Regions from separate parts of the Mus musculus genome. Here region 2 is linked to region 1. A link is a contact called in public Hi-C data. All regions are on one chromosome and are shown on one strand. The core of a region is the stretch at or near the end of the contact, and the rest is flanking DNA. Distances in the headings are between cores, read along the strand shown.

Region 1 (5,995 bases), core at 1,735-4,234:
TCTGTGTTGTGTAACAATTTCCTCTGAGCTTAAGATCTCATTCTGCAGGAAGCGCCTTAAACAAAAAAGTAAACAAACAACACAAAGGGCTTCAGGAAGTCCCTGAAACTCACCAGATTCACTAGGCCCCTCACAACCAAAGCAAGCAACGAAAACTGAGAATCTGCTCTCGGGAAGGAAGTTGAGCTGCAAAGACCAGACCAGCTGCCTAGAAGTAGAAAAAAAAAAACGAGGTGCCTGGAAGAGAGTTAGACCAACTGAGGCTTCCAGAAAGTGCACTCTTCAACCTGCTGAGCTGCCTGCAGGCTGTGCAGTGCTTCCCAGCTGTGGGTTGCCCAGCTTTTGTGAGCTGTCACCCATGCTGGAGCAGGCCTTGATGATACAGCTCTCTGAGTCATTTCTAGTGGGATTCCTGTCTGAGGTGAATAGCCATTGCATTTTCCCATGAAAAGTTGTGTCACACAAAGGCTGACATCATAGTAGCTTATGCCTCCCATTCTCAGCATTCTGAGCTTTCTTAAGGGCATTGTGGGTGACAATGGAAACCTGTCCATAAAACTAAGCAAGAGATCTGTTTCTGTTGCAGTGTGATTACCTTTCATTCTATACTCTCAAGTACAGAATTGATTCGGATGTTATTATTATTTTAACTTCAGAGTATTTGTATATAGGGTGATGTGTCTCCAGGATACAGCTCAAGTCTAAACATGAAATTCATCCTGTTTCATGTACACCTCATTCATGCAGCCTGAAGAGAACTTTACACATTCTAAATATTTTGTGCATGAAGTTTTTTTTTTTTTTTTTTTTTTTTTTTTTTTTTTTTTTTTTTTGGTTTTTTGAGGCAGGGTTTCTCTGTGTAGCCCTGGCTGTCCTGGAACTCACTCTGTAGAGTGAGTTCTGGCCTGGAGCTCAGAAATTCGCCTGCCTCTGCCTCCCAAGTGCTGGAATTAAAGGCGTGCACCACCACACCCAGTCACGAAGCCAAGTTTAATGGTGTGAAATTTTCTCTTGTGACATGCTAGACTTCTAGAAATGTTGGACTTTATGAGATTGTATTGTCAATCGGAAATCAAAGAATGCTCATCCTAGGATATGAGGTCTCTAGACGTCCTTCAAGGGAGCAAAAGTGGGGTTCCATCCCCTCTGGAGTCATAACACAGGATCTGCCAGTCACTTTAATAAGTGCAAGATAAAGGGTGCTGAGCAGGTCAGTGATCGATCGAATATGTTTAATAGGAGCAAGCTCTGCGTTCCAACACCGCGGGGGTGGGGCAAAATAAAACTCTTTCAAAGGATGCTGCCCAGAAAGGTCCGGGTTACTGACAGCTTAGCTCTAGCTAAATCCCAGGTCCATTGTCTTCCGACCTGACACCAGAATGTCTCATCTCAGCTGGCAGTCTGCAAGCTGGAATGACGTCAGAGCGGGGCTGGCCAAGACCAGCGGATCTGGGAACTGCTTCTTTCCAGCCAAAGGGAATCTTTCCCAGATGCTGGGATACACCGTCAGGCCTCAACCCCCCATTCCCGCCCCTCCTCTCCATTACCAGCCTATCACACACAGCTTGGTTCATTTTCAGGAAATTAGATCCGACCAGCAAAAGGAGGAAGGAGGGGGGATGGGGGCTACTCATACACATGCGGCCCAAACCCTGCTTTAAAACAAAAGACTCTTGAAATAATTAGTCCAAGATCATGCAGAAGTCTACTTAAGAATGGATTTTTCACAAGCAACCAGACTGCCATACCAAAAAACTTAAAAAAAAAAAAGTTAGCTTCTTTCCACCTCGCCAACTTGCCTAGAAAAAGTGATCAAGATTTTGGGTACTTCTGGGGGAAGGGTGGGTGGTATTAACATCGAAGACTTGGCTCAGAAAGATCCAACAGGTAGCCTAGACAGGAAATCCAGACCCGCTTTCTAACCTGTAACACCTGAGCTGCCCCAAAGCCTCAGATGAACTAATTTAGCATCATCACGCGGTGGGGTGTGGGAAGCGGTTGGTGGTGGGTGGCTGGCTGTGCTGGAAGGTACCGTCACCACCTAGGCTGAAAGCAGACCCCAGGGTCTGGCCTTATTGCCAGAAAGCAAAGCTTTTGCCAGGCCAGCCCTGAGCTGGGGGCCCAGCTTTCTTTCTGCAAGGCTTTATCTATTCAGTAAAGCGACGCTCTTTTAATCCAGCGTCTGGCCCCTAGGAGCCAGTGAAAACCAACAAAGAAAAAGAAAGTCACCCCGCGCCTTGTCCCGCACGCTGCACTGTATACATATTTAAAATAGCCTGCAAAGTTTCAGAACCGGAACTTGAGCTCCCTCTAGGAGATCCTAGCCCGAGCGCGGATTTAATTCTCCAACCACCACAACAAAGAACAGAGTTTGAGAGCGCACAAAGGCAGGCGAAGGGGTAGAAGAGATGGACCGCCATACAAAGGCCGGGAAGACTCGGCTCACACGCCCCTGGCCCTCCACTCGCTTCCAGACCCCCTTTATTCCCAACAAAGTGAATGGGATCTTTCTAACTGCGCGCTGTGCAGAGCCCAGCAGGGCGCCAGGACGCCTTCTGGGCCGTCCCAGACACCGGGAAACTCGGCTCAGGACCTGAACCTGCGCGGTCCCTGTTCTCCCACCGGTCCAGGGACTCACCGTTACACCACTGGAATGGGTGCATCAATGAAGTCAAGGTCGGCTTCCGGGAGCAAACCGAGGCAAGGTGTTGGAGCTGGAGGGGCTGTGCACTGAGACCGCCGGGATGGAGATGCAACTCCCGGAGGAGTGGAGTCAAGGGTTACAGAGAGGCCGGTTTGCAGAGCAACAAAGAGGGCAGAGGAGGAAGCAAAGTCTTTTCGGAGCGAAGCCCTACCGAGGGCCCGGGCCGGGAGGGCAGCCGAGAGAGCCGGGATGCCCGGCCGAGAAGGCAGTAGCCAGGACACGAAGCCGGGCTTGGGTCCCACTGCGCTGAGCAGTGCGCGCTGGGATTCCGAAAACTGACACCGCACGGCTCACACCCCCCTCCCTAGGACTGCTCCCTCCCGGGAGCCCGCCCCCTTTTCGTCACCTGCCCTCCGGCCAATGGGAGCCTTTCTCCTGCCCTGGGGTATTATTTACAAGCCAGTTTACCCTCTGGACAGGGGAGCTTTTTTCTGGGTAGATTCCTACCCCGCCTCCTAGCCAGACCTGGGGAGTCCCTAGCCTGCAGAACGGCGTGAGAGGCGACGCCTGCAGGGGGCGAAGATCGCCGCCTCCTAGGACCCGGGCGGGGAGGGCTATGGTGGTGGAATGACACGAGGATTAGTGCCACTTTTGTTTTCCGCCTACAGATCCGTGTCTGTCTCGAATTTCTATAGCTCTGTAGAAGGCAGTCCTGGGAGTTGGTTCCACTTGTCCTTCGCCTTTAGACCTGGTTATGCGTGGCAGCTAGCGCATTCCCAGACCCACCGCGAAAGGAGAGAACTGAGGCAAAGAGGGCAAAGCAGATGAAACTCAAAACTCCATCTTCAAAGGGCTATTGTTCTCACATCACTTCAGGACAGAGCCTTCTTTTACAAACAAGAATAAGGCCTAAAGCTGAAGGCCATACCGTGCCAGGATTCCAATCTCCTAGACTGTGGCGAAAACCCGGAAACTGGCTTTGTCAATGGCCGGGACAGGGGTCTTGCTTCGGTGTTGAATGGACAGGGGATGAAGGGGGGGGGGGATCTCAAATCTCCATGTAGTATTATTTATTTTGGATGACATTGCATAGTTTATTTTATATGTTTATTATTTTGCTAATGGAAAGCTATTTGGTCCTAACTGACCTCCAACTCCAGAGATCTGCCCTCCTCTGTCTCCAGGGTGCTAGGATGAAAGGCCTGTGCCACCATACTCAGGCTTGTTTATGTATGCTTTTGTTTATCTTTCCACTTAAAAGAAAGTATTACCATCAGTGCATAGAGTATCATTGAAAGTACCCCGGTGCAAGGCGCCACAGCCACGTTCAGAAGCAGTGTGTTGAGTAGACCCACAAATAAGCAAGCAAAACGGCCTGCTCTTCCTTTGTCAGGACTTATCATCCCACTATTGATTTGTTGGAACTGAGTCTCTGGCCCCTGAGCGAGCTAATGCATGCGAATGAATGTTTTGCCATTTCCAAGCACAGTCGTTAAAGTATCAAATATCCTGACCTGCATCTCAGGGCTGCTGGAACAAATGCAATCTTCTTATCTCTGGGGATGGTCGGATAGTCTCCAAATCCAGAAGGCCTTTGTGGACGGTGATTGTGGTGTTTGCATATACACCGTACTTCCCTTAACATCAAGTTGCATACCCCCCACCCCCCAATATTTGTGTAACTTAACAATATGGAAGGCTCACTGTAGTTCATCAATTTAGTGGGGGCAGTGTCGTGTACAGATCAAATTTCTAGGTGTTGTTGTTATTGTTATGAAACAGGGGTTATTAACTATGTAGCCAGGCTAACCCCAAACATAGAGGTTTGACTACCTCTGTCTCTTGAGAGTTGTGTATGTGGCACCACCGCCTGGCTGTCTTAGTGGGATCACTGCAAAGGGTTTCTAAAGGCCTCTCGGATCCTCCCCTAAACCCCACCCCCTCCACTTTAGAGCCCCAGGGAGAAATGTGACATTTACTAACTCTGGAGCTTAAGCCCAGATATTGTTTTGTTTGTTTGTTTGTTTGGATGGTTTTGAGTTTTTGAGACAGGTTTTCTCTGTGCAGTCCTGGCTGGCCTCGAACTCACTCTGTAGATCAGGCTGGCCTCAAACTCAGAAATCCGCCTGCCTCCCAAGTGCTGGGATTAAAGGCGTGCTCCACCAAAGTGCTCCAGAGGCCAGGTCTACAGAGTGAGTTCCAGGACAGCTAGGACTGCACAAAGAAACCCTGTCTTGGGGGCGAAAAAGTGCTCCAGAACACTAGGCTGGCCTTGAACTCACAGAGATCCACCTACTTCTGATGTGCCTTGTTCCCTGTACCAACCCTGCAGCTGTGGAGAGAAATTAGTATGCTGATTTGATACTGATCAAGAATTCCTCTTCTCATGTATCCTTCTGATTCTTGCCTTTGCCTCTTCACTTCTCCTGGGTTGTGGTGCTTGCAGCTCTGTGTACCGTTCATAGCTCTTCAGCCAGCCGCTGCCTGTCTTCTGGATGCTTGCCTTCCCTGAGTGCTGGTCACCAGCCTGGCAGCTCTCAGCTTTTCTTGTACAAAAGTTCTGTTATGTTCTGTTTTGTTTTTAACTGAGGGGATGCCATCCGTGCCACTGCATGAGAGTTGTGGACGTCCTTCTCTCCTTCGAACAACATTTGAGTCCTGGGACTCAAACTCAGTTTGTGAGGCTTGGCAGCAAGCAAACTTATACTCCCTGAGTCATCTCAGTGTCTTCTTTTTTGACTGATTTTGTTTTAATCTTTCTGTGTGTGTGTTAGTGTGCATGTGTATTCGAAAGAGAAACAGAAAGTGTGTAAGTATGTGTGCATATGTGTGTGTATATGAAAAATTAGATATATGAGAGGGAGTGGATGTGTGGTGTGCATGTGTGTGTGTGTATGAGAGAGAGAGAGAAAGAGAGAGAGAATGTGTGTGTGTGTGTATGTGTGTGTGTGTGTAAGTGAGTTGGTGCACGAAAGTTTGTGTGTTGGGCTATTTAAGGCCAGGTGGGCTTCCAATTCCTTTTTTTGCCATCACCTCCGAATAGCCTGGGACTTGCTCTGTAAACCAGGCTGACCTTGAACTCACAGAGATCCACCTACCTCTGCCTCCCGAATTGGGATTGAGTGGGGCGGACCCACCGTGTCTGTGTAAATTAAACAGTTGTAAGACATCCATCTTTTCGGTGGGGGTGGTCATGGCGGACGCTGTGCATGAGTTGAGGCAGGAAGTATGTGGGAATCTTCTGAGGCTTCCTGTCTGTTTTGCTGTGACCTAAAACTACAAAGGGGGGGGGGGAGTAATCCTGATTGAAAAACAAGCTCCATATAATAAATAAATAATTAAAAAAAAAAG
Region 2 (5,995 bases), core at 2,188-4,687, 1.1 Mb before region 1:
CCCTTAAGTCCGTTAACTCATTCACCCTATCCACCCAAAGTTCCAACCATCGATTCAGAGTTCCAGTTTCTGTATCCTATGTCCACTGGTCTCTGTGCCTTTGTTGCTTGATGGTTCAATCCTCAGCTCACATTCTTGACCTGGAACATCTCATAATGTTCACATAATGAAGTGTGTGATGTAGTCATCAGGACTTAAGCCCAGGTACACTGGCCTATGCGTGGTCTTCCTCAAGCCCTCCCCTGGCCTCATGGACCACTTTAGATGGAACTCATTGCCTGAACCTTCTGCTAATGTAGTTCAGATTCTGAGGTCCCCAGGGGAGGAGGTTATGCCATCTATGCCATCTGTCAATCTTGTAGTTGTCCAACAAAAGCATTTCATGGTCCTATCATGTGTTAGGCTTTATTTTAGGAACAAGAGATAGGTAGGTCCCGTGGTGAATAAGCCAGATGACTTTCCTATTGAGGAATGGTAGAACATACAGCTAAGAAGGAAAACAAGAGAGCAAGTTTAACCAAGGAAAGGACAAGATATTTATATAACAGGACTTAGCTACCGATTGAGGGAAGACTTTAGTAGAGAGGCAGCCTGGAACAGAGACTTCAAAAGCAGCAAGGAGCCAGTAAAACAGCTCCTGGACATAGGCTGTGTGCATTGGGAAAATTCAAGCACACGGCTTTGAAGGAAGAACTCCTGAAAGTCTGTGGCCAGTAAAGCAGTTTCCTCGAGCAGAAGCCAAGGTTGGGGAAAGAGGATCTGGAGCACAGAGTGAAAGATGTGGTTTTCTCTGCAGCATGGGAAATACCAAGCCAGTGCTAAACAGAAAGCTGGGTGTGATGTTCTTGTTGTAGAAATCACAGGGTCTCTCTGTGATGGAAAGGTTTTTCTTTGAGTTCCCAGAATCTTGCCCAACATCTACCTCTGTTTTGACATCCAGACCCAGAATGCTGATCCATCTGCAATAGTCTCTTTCCAAGGTATATAGCCACCCCATAAGAAGAAAAGCCCAAAGTCCAATATGAAGTGTGCAGTTTTCCCTTTTGCTTTCGATTACTGAGTCTGTGCCCAGCAGCCAAAATGGAATTTCAAGTTTGCTTGGTTTTTCTACTACTGAGTTGGACATCCCAAAATGTATTAAGCATTTATCCTTCTGTAAGACCGTGAAGGGACAATGGTAATAGGTAGATTGCTGCTCCTAAGGTCTCAGTTGAACTTTCTTGGGCAGTGGTTCTCAACCTTCCCAATGTTGTGACCCTTTAACACAGTTCCTCATGTTGTGGTGACTTCTAACCATGAAATTACTTTCACTGCTACTTTATAACTGTAGTTTTGCTACTGTTATAAATTGTAATGTAAGTATTTTTGGAGCTAGAGAGTCCAGGTTGAGAATCGCTATTCTAGGGCATGATGAAAGTAGCAAAGGAGGTTTGTACTCATGCTGTGACTTTCTACCAAGAGAAAACTGTGTCCTATTCAGTTCCTGGAGGCTTACCTAGAGACTCCCGTGGTAATGCACATGAAAACAGAAGCCAAGACACAGGGCCTTGTATAAGAAGCCAGTGGCTAGATGAAGCATGTGTTGAAGAACTGTATTCAGGGGTCACAGCATTTGAAAAGTTGAGAACCACTGCCATAAACCTTGAGTCATAGACTAGGAAAATGCCTGTTTCCTAATCAACTTTCCATCCTATGATATAAATGCTTTGTAAAGGCCCAGGAATTTTGCTTACTGTTAAATCCCTGCCACCTCATGTGTTGGTGACCCACACCTGACAGTACCCATTCTTACACTGCAATGCTGTATATATCTGTTTGTTGATCTCTATGAAAGAGTCAGTCCTGACATAGATAACAGTATCTGGGAAATGCATGGACTTGATACACTCATCAAACCAAAGAAACCATGTACAAGTGAATCAAGACTGCATTTGCCATTGAGCCAAGGGGTTAAATGTGCCATTTCAATTCCAGCTTTACTGACATCCTTTATGTGGTCTGTGTTTCCCTGGAGGGTGCAGAATATAGAAAGCCACTGTGGACAAATCTGAAAGAAGACTGTAAGCCGACATAGAAGAGTCAGAGCAGAAATACACAGCAATCTTGACAATGAAGGTTGTGGAGGCACTGGGGCATCCGTCCATTTTCATCCTGGAACTTCTGTGAAGGACGCTCCATCTTGGGGTTAGAGAGCCCTAAGAAAAGCCTGGCCTGGGCTTTGGCAAATGCAGATTCCTTGAGAGACCTGGTAGCAGGGAGGCAAATTTTACCTCTTTTTTTCTGACTTGGAAAAGACAAGCAATTCCTTTCTCCTTTCTTTCCAGGTAGGGCATTGGCTTTTCAGAGCAATGTTATGCAAGGTCCCTAGCCAAAAGTGTGGCACCCAACATCACCCTCTCTTTACCTCACTTTGATCTGAGGCTTGAAACTCCACTCATCACAGGCTTACTGGGATTGCCAGCGCTCCTCTTTCAAACACATTAGGAATCTTAAATGATTTAGTGGAATCTTTCTGAGACAGTTGTATCTGAAACAGACTGTTCAGGCTTGCAAGGGCAAAAGATATTCTAAAAGAGAAACTTCTAGAATAATATTCCCAAACAGAGTATTGGGTCCCCTGAATGAATGGAAGTAGAAAGTCACAAATAGGGTAACCCCTGGTGTGAGTCAGGCGAATCGTGCCCTATTTGTACAAAGTGGTAAATTCTGTTTGCAATAAAAGTACTAGCCTATTTTTTTTTAATTCTAAACAAATATTTCCCTCCGCTAGTCAGCTGAATTAGTGGGAATGATGCGTTCTCTTTCTCTGTAGAAGTCTGTAAACATATTTCCTCAGTGGGAAAAACAGAGCTATCTGGAATGGAAGAAGGGACTGGCATTTGAAGCTTCACCGTAAGAAATGATTTTTTTCCCCAGCATTCAGATTTGAGTTTTAATATGTTATTGGCTCTGGGAATCAAGATGCCCCAGAGTAAGTATGTATGAACAGGCAGAGATGTGCATTTTAAGCGTGTTCTTTGGGGATCATAATCAGAACATAGGCATCATTTAAGGAAAGGCAAGGAAGACGACTTTCTTATGTTCTGCACAAGTTTTCTATTAAAGATACCAGATGCTCATCGTTGAGAAAGATACAGCCTCCTCTCCTTGATTAAAAATTAAAGCAGAGACCTCAAATGCTCTGATTTAATAACCTATCATTTTTAAATTTTTTCCCTGCAGTTGTTTTGATACAAGAGTTAGAAATCATGAGGACAGCCAGCTTAAAACTGCAGAGCACAACAAAAGGCAGGAATGAGAATAGATAAGGCCTCTCCCAACCTTAATTATCTCCTTCAGGAAGAGGTGCTGTGGAGATTGTTGCCTGCTACAGCTTAGCTGGGTAACTGTTAGCAGTTGTGAAGCCTGCTTTCCCTGAAGCAGTAGAGGGTGCTATGCGGACGTAAGTGAGGAGATGCTGCATTTCTTGTCAGGGACTTAGGCACCTCTCTCTCTCTCTCTCTCTCTCTCTCTCTCTCTCTCTCTCTCTCTGAGGCATCTGCTCTTCACAAAAAGAACTGAGAAGAGGAGAAGAAGAAACGAGTCCCAAGGTTATACTGAAGGACACAGCTGGATTATTCACTCCTTAGAGAGCACAGAAATAAACCCTTTTGCAATTCTGGTGAGGTTTGGCATTTCTAAGTACTTGGGAAGAGCTAAGGGTGTGGGCAGCTTTAAGAAATGATAAGTTTGAGAATTTCTCTGGAGCTTAAGACTGAGACTTTAATCTGTCTGAAAGCAAGATGTAAAAATTTGGAGTGCAGTAATGCTTGCAATTACAGGAGACTTTTTGACGAGCGATGAAGTAATTCCTATAATTTCATTAGTGGTTTTTTTTTTTTGTTCTCTCTCCCTCTCTTGCTCTTCAAGTTTTTTATATTTTATACATTTGATGACAATCCAAAATCTTACCAAGATGGATCTGAAATACATTCTGACAAAATTATCCTGAGTTCCTTTTAGAGGCATCTATTTCAGAGCCGGCCAGCCCTCTGCCACTAAGACTCCTATGAATTCTTTAGCAGAAGGAGACATTGACTCTTGGAGGTTAAGGAACCCATCCAAGTCAGCCAGTTGGTTCACGGCAAGTAGGAGATCCCAGTATCCTTGTTCCTGGTTCAAAGCTCTCCCTGCCCTAAATCTTAGCATTTCATATGGTATTCTTACTGCATTCTGTCCTTTGAGAATGTAGTATTCACTGATTTACTCGAAGAAGTCTTGCCCCGTTCTATGATGGGCTGAGAAGGAAGCTAAACATCACTCCACAGTTCCGTATACAGCTTTGTACCCATTCACACCAATGTCAAGTCAGCCACCTTCTGTTCAGCTGCCTTTTCCTGACTCTAAACCCCCGGCTTCGTGACTGATTTCACTATTTCGTGTCAACAGTAGAGTAAAGTTCATCTGACTCAGAGTAAGGGAAGTGGGCCAGGTGGCCAGGGTTGTGTAACACCTTCCTCACTTGAGACAGGGCAAGAGTGAAGAGCCGAGGCTGCCTGCCATCACTGATGCTGCACACAGAGGTGAAAAGTTCAAGGTCCCAGAAAACCCCTAGGCTGATACCCGCCGAAAAGCTACTTTGATTCTCTGAGAGTGAGCAGAGATGATGCTGGCAGGAGAACCATAAGGTGTTCTCTTGGTATGCCTTCCCTGATGTGACAAAGCAGAAGAAACGGGGGTGGGAGGGCAGGTGCTTCCAGAGACATGGCGGAGACAGGACCAGTCACACCCTGGTCATCTCATAAGAGTGAACTCCTCGCCTGCCAATCTCAGAAGATGAAAGCCGTGCAAAAGTTTGTAGTGTGTCTGTGGGGATGCACTTGGGAATTATTCCTGGACTGCACAAAGTATATGGAGTCTTAAATCCAACCACCTCTGTGAGAAGCAGAGGAGACTCAATAAACTTCATGAACAGGCAGGAAAGAGTGTCTTCTTTCCGTGTGTACGAAGTATCATAATCGGGGAGTGCTCCAGCAGGGAACAGCGACTGGAAAGAGGATGCTCCTGAACTATGGAGCAAGTTAACAGAGGGTGTGGACTTCTGTGCTATTTGATCATCCCAGATGACACCCATGAACCTCAAAGGAGGTGCTCTTTTGTTTTGTCGCATCTCAGCTTTCTGTTGTTGTGCTAAAGTAAAGGATATACGATTTATTTAGTACATAGCAAATCATGGAACCTATTATACTCAGGAAAGGACACAGGCAGGTTTAAAGAGGGCTATGTAAATTACACAACCGCCAAGGAGTAATGAAGGAAATTAGAAATGCTTTGACATCGTGCCTATTTTTTATGCCCTTGTTATTCTAGAGGTTTACCTATGTCTATTCATATAGATATTCAATTAATATTCATGTGAAGTAATATTTTCCCACAGACTACCCATGAATGGCCACTTCACTTACAGAGCATAATATCTGGCTATGCCCCTCCCAACCCCCCGGAGGGAAAGAATGGTATTTGTGAAAGAAGCCCGTTCTAATCCTGCCACTTGAGAGTTGTAAGACAGAAACCAAGCTTTTTCTCTCAATTGTAAAGCAAAAACTTTGGTGTGTGCCCGTATTGTGCTGTTAGGATTTTTTTTTCCATGACAAATGTCAGTGGACCTAGCAAGTGATTATGGCTTTGAAGGAATAGCATGGGCCTTTCTCTATTCTCTGCATGCTCAAAAATGAATGTCTGTAGTCATTACTATCATTATCAGTCCATGCTATCAACTTCTGAAACACTTTCCAAGCCAGTCTTGTTACTATCTGGTTGGGAAATCAGTTTGTCCCTGACTATGTGCATATGGCTACAAAATGCATGTCAAACTCATACATCTCTGGCATATGTGTGTGTGGTTTTTGCCTTGGAATTTCTTGAGTATCCTTGTTGATAGTATTACCAGCAATCTGTATCTCTGGCTTACAGGCAATTCACACTAGTGATACATCGCTGCATTACCCTGAGAGAA

The links. Hi-C and Micro-C count contacts between places; a contact is called where the count stands out from the background.
Region 2: a Hi-C map of cortical neurons shows a contact between it and region 1, with 2.7 times the contacts expected there. The contact joins the enhancer-like site here to the promoter of Rnf122 in region 1. A contact is called at or near these places in 4 of 39 promoter capture datasets (the 3T3-L1 cell line, cranial neural crest, hippocampal neurons and 1 more) and 2 of 484 Hi-C or Micro-C datasets (both in cortical neurons).

The regions. Positions count from the first base shown.
Region 1 is chr8:31,108,816-31,114,810 of GRCm38.p6, reverse strand. Rnf122 (ring finger protein 122) reads right to left here and starts at 2,984. Exons shown (of 6, transcript NM_001368375.1): 1 at 2,639-2,984. The coding sequence starts at 2,663. It overlaps Gm40484 (a long non-coding RNA gene), which reads right to left. Exons shown (of 2, transcript XR_870300.1): 2 at 5,586-5,920.
Region 2 is chr8:32,212,738-32,218,732 of GRCm38.p6, reverse strand. It overlaps a transcript of Nrg1 not described here. Among named protein-coding and RNA genes, the nearest start is that of Gm22140, 30 kb to the right of the region's middle. Within about 2 kb of position 3,437, at least 16 of the 459 cell types and tissues checked have an H3K27ac peak or open chromatin away from gene starts, as enhancers often do. A contact at or near this core is called in cortical neurons, where this site is marked.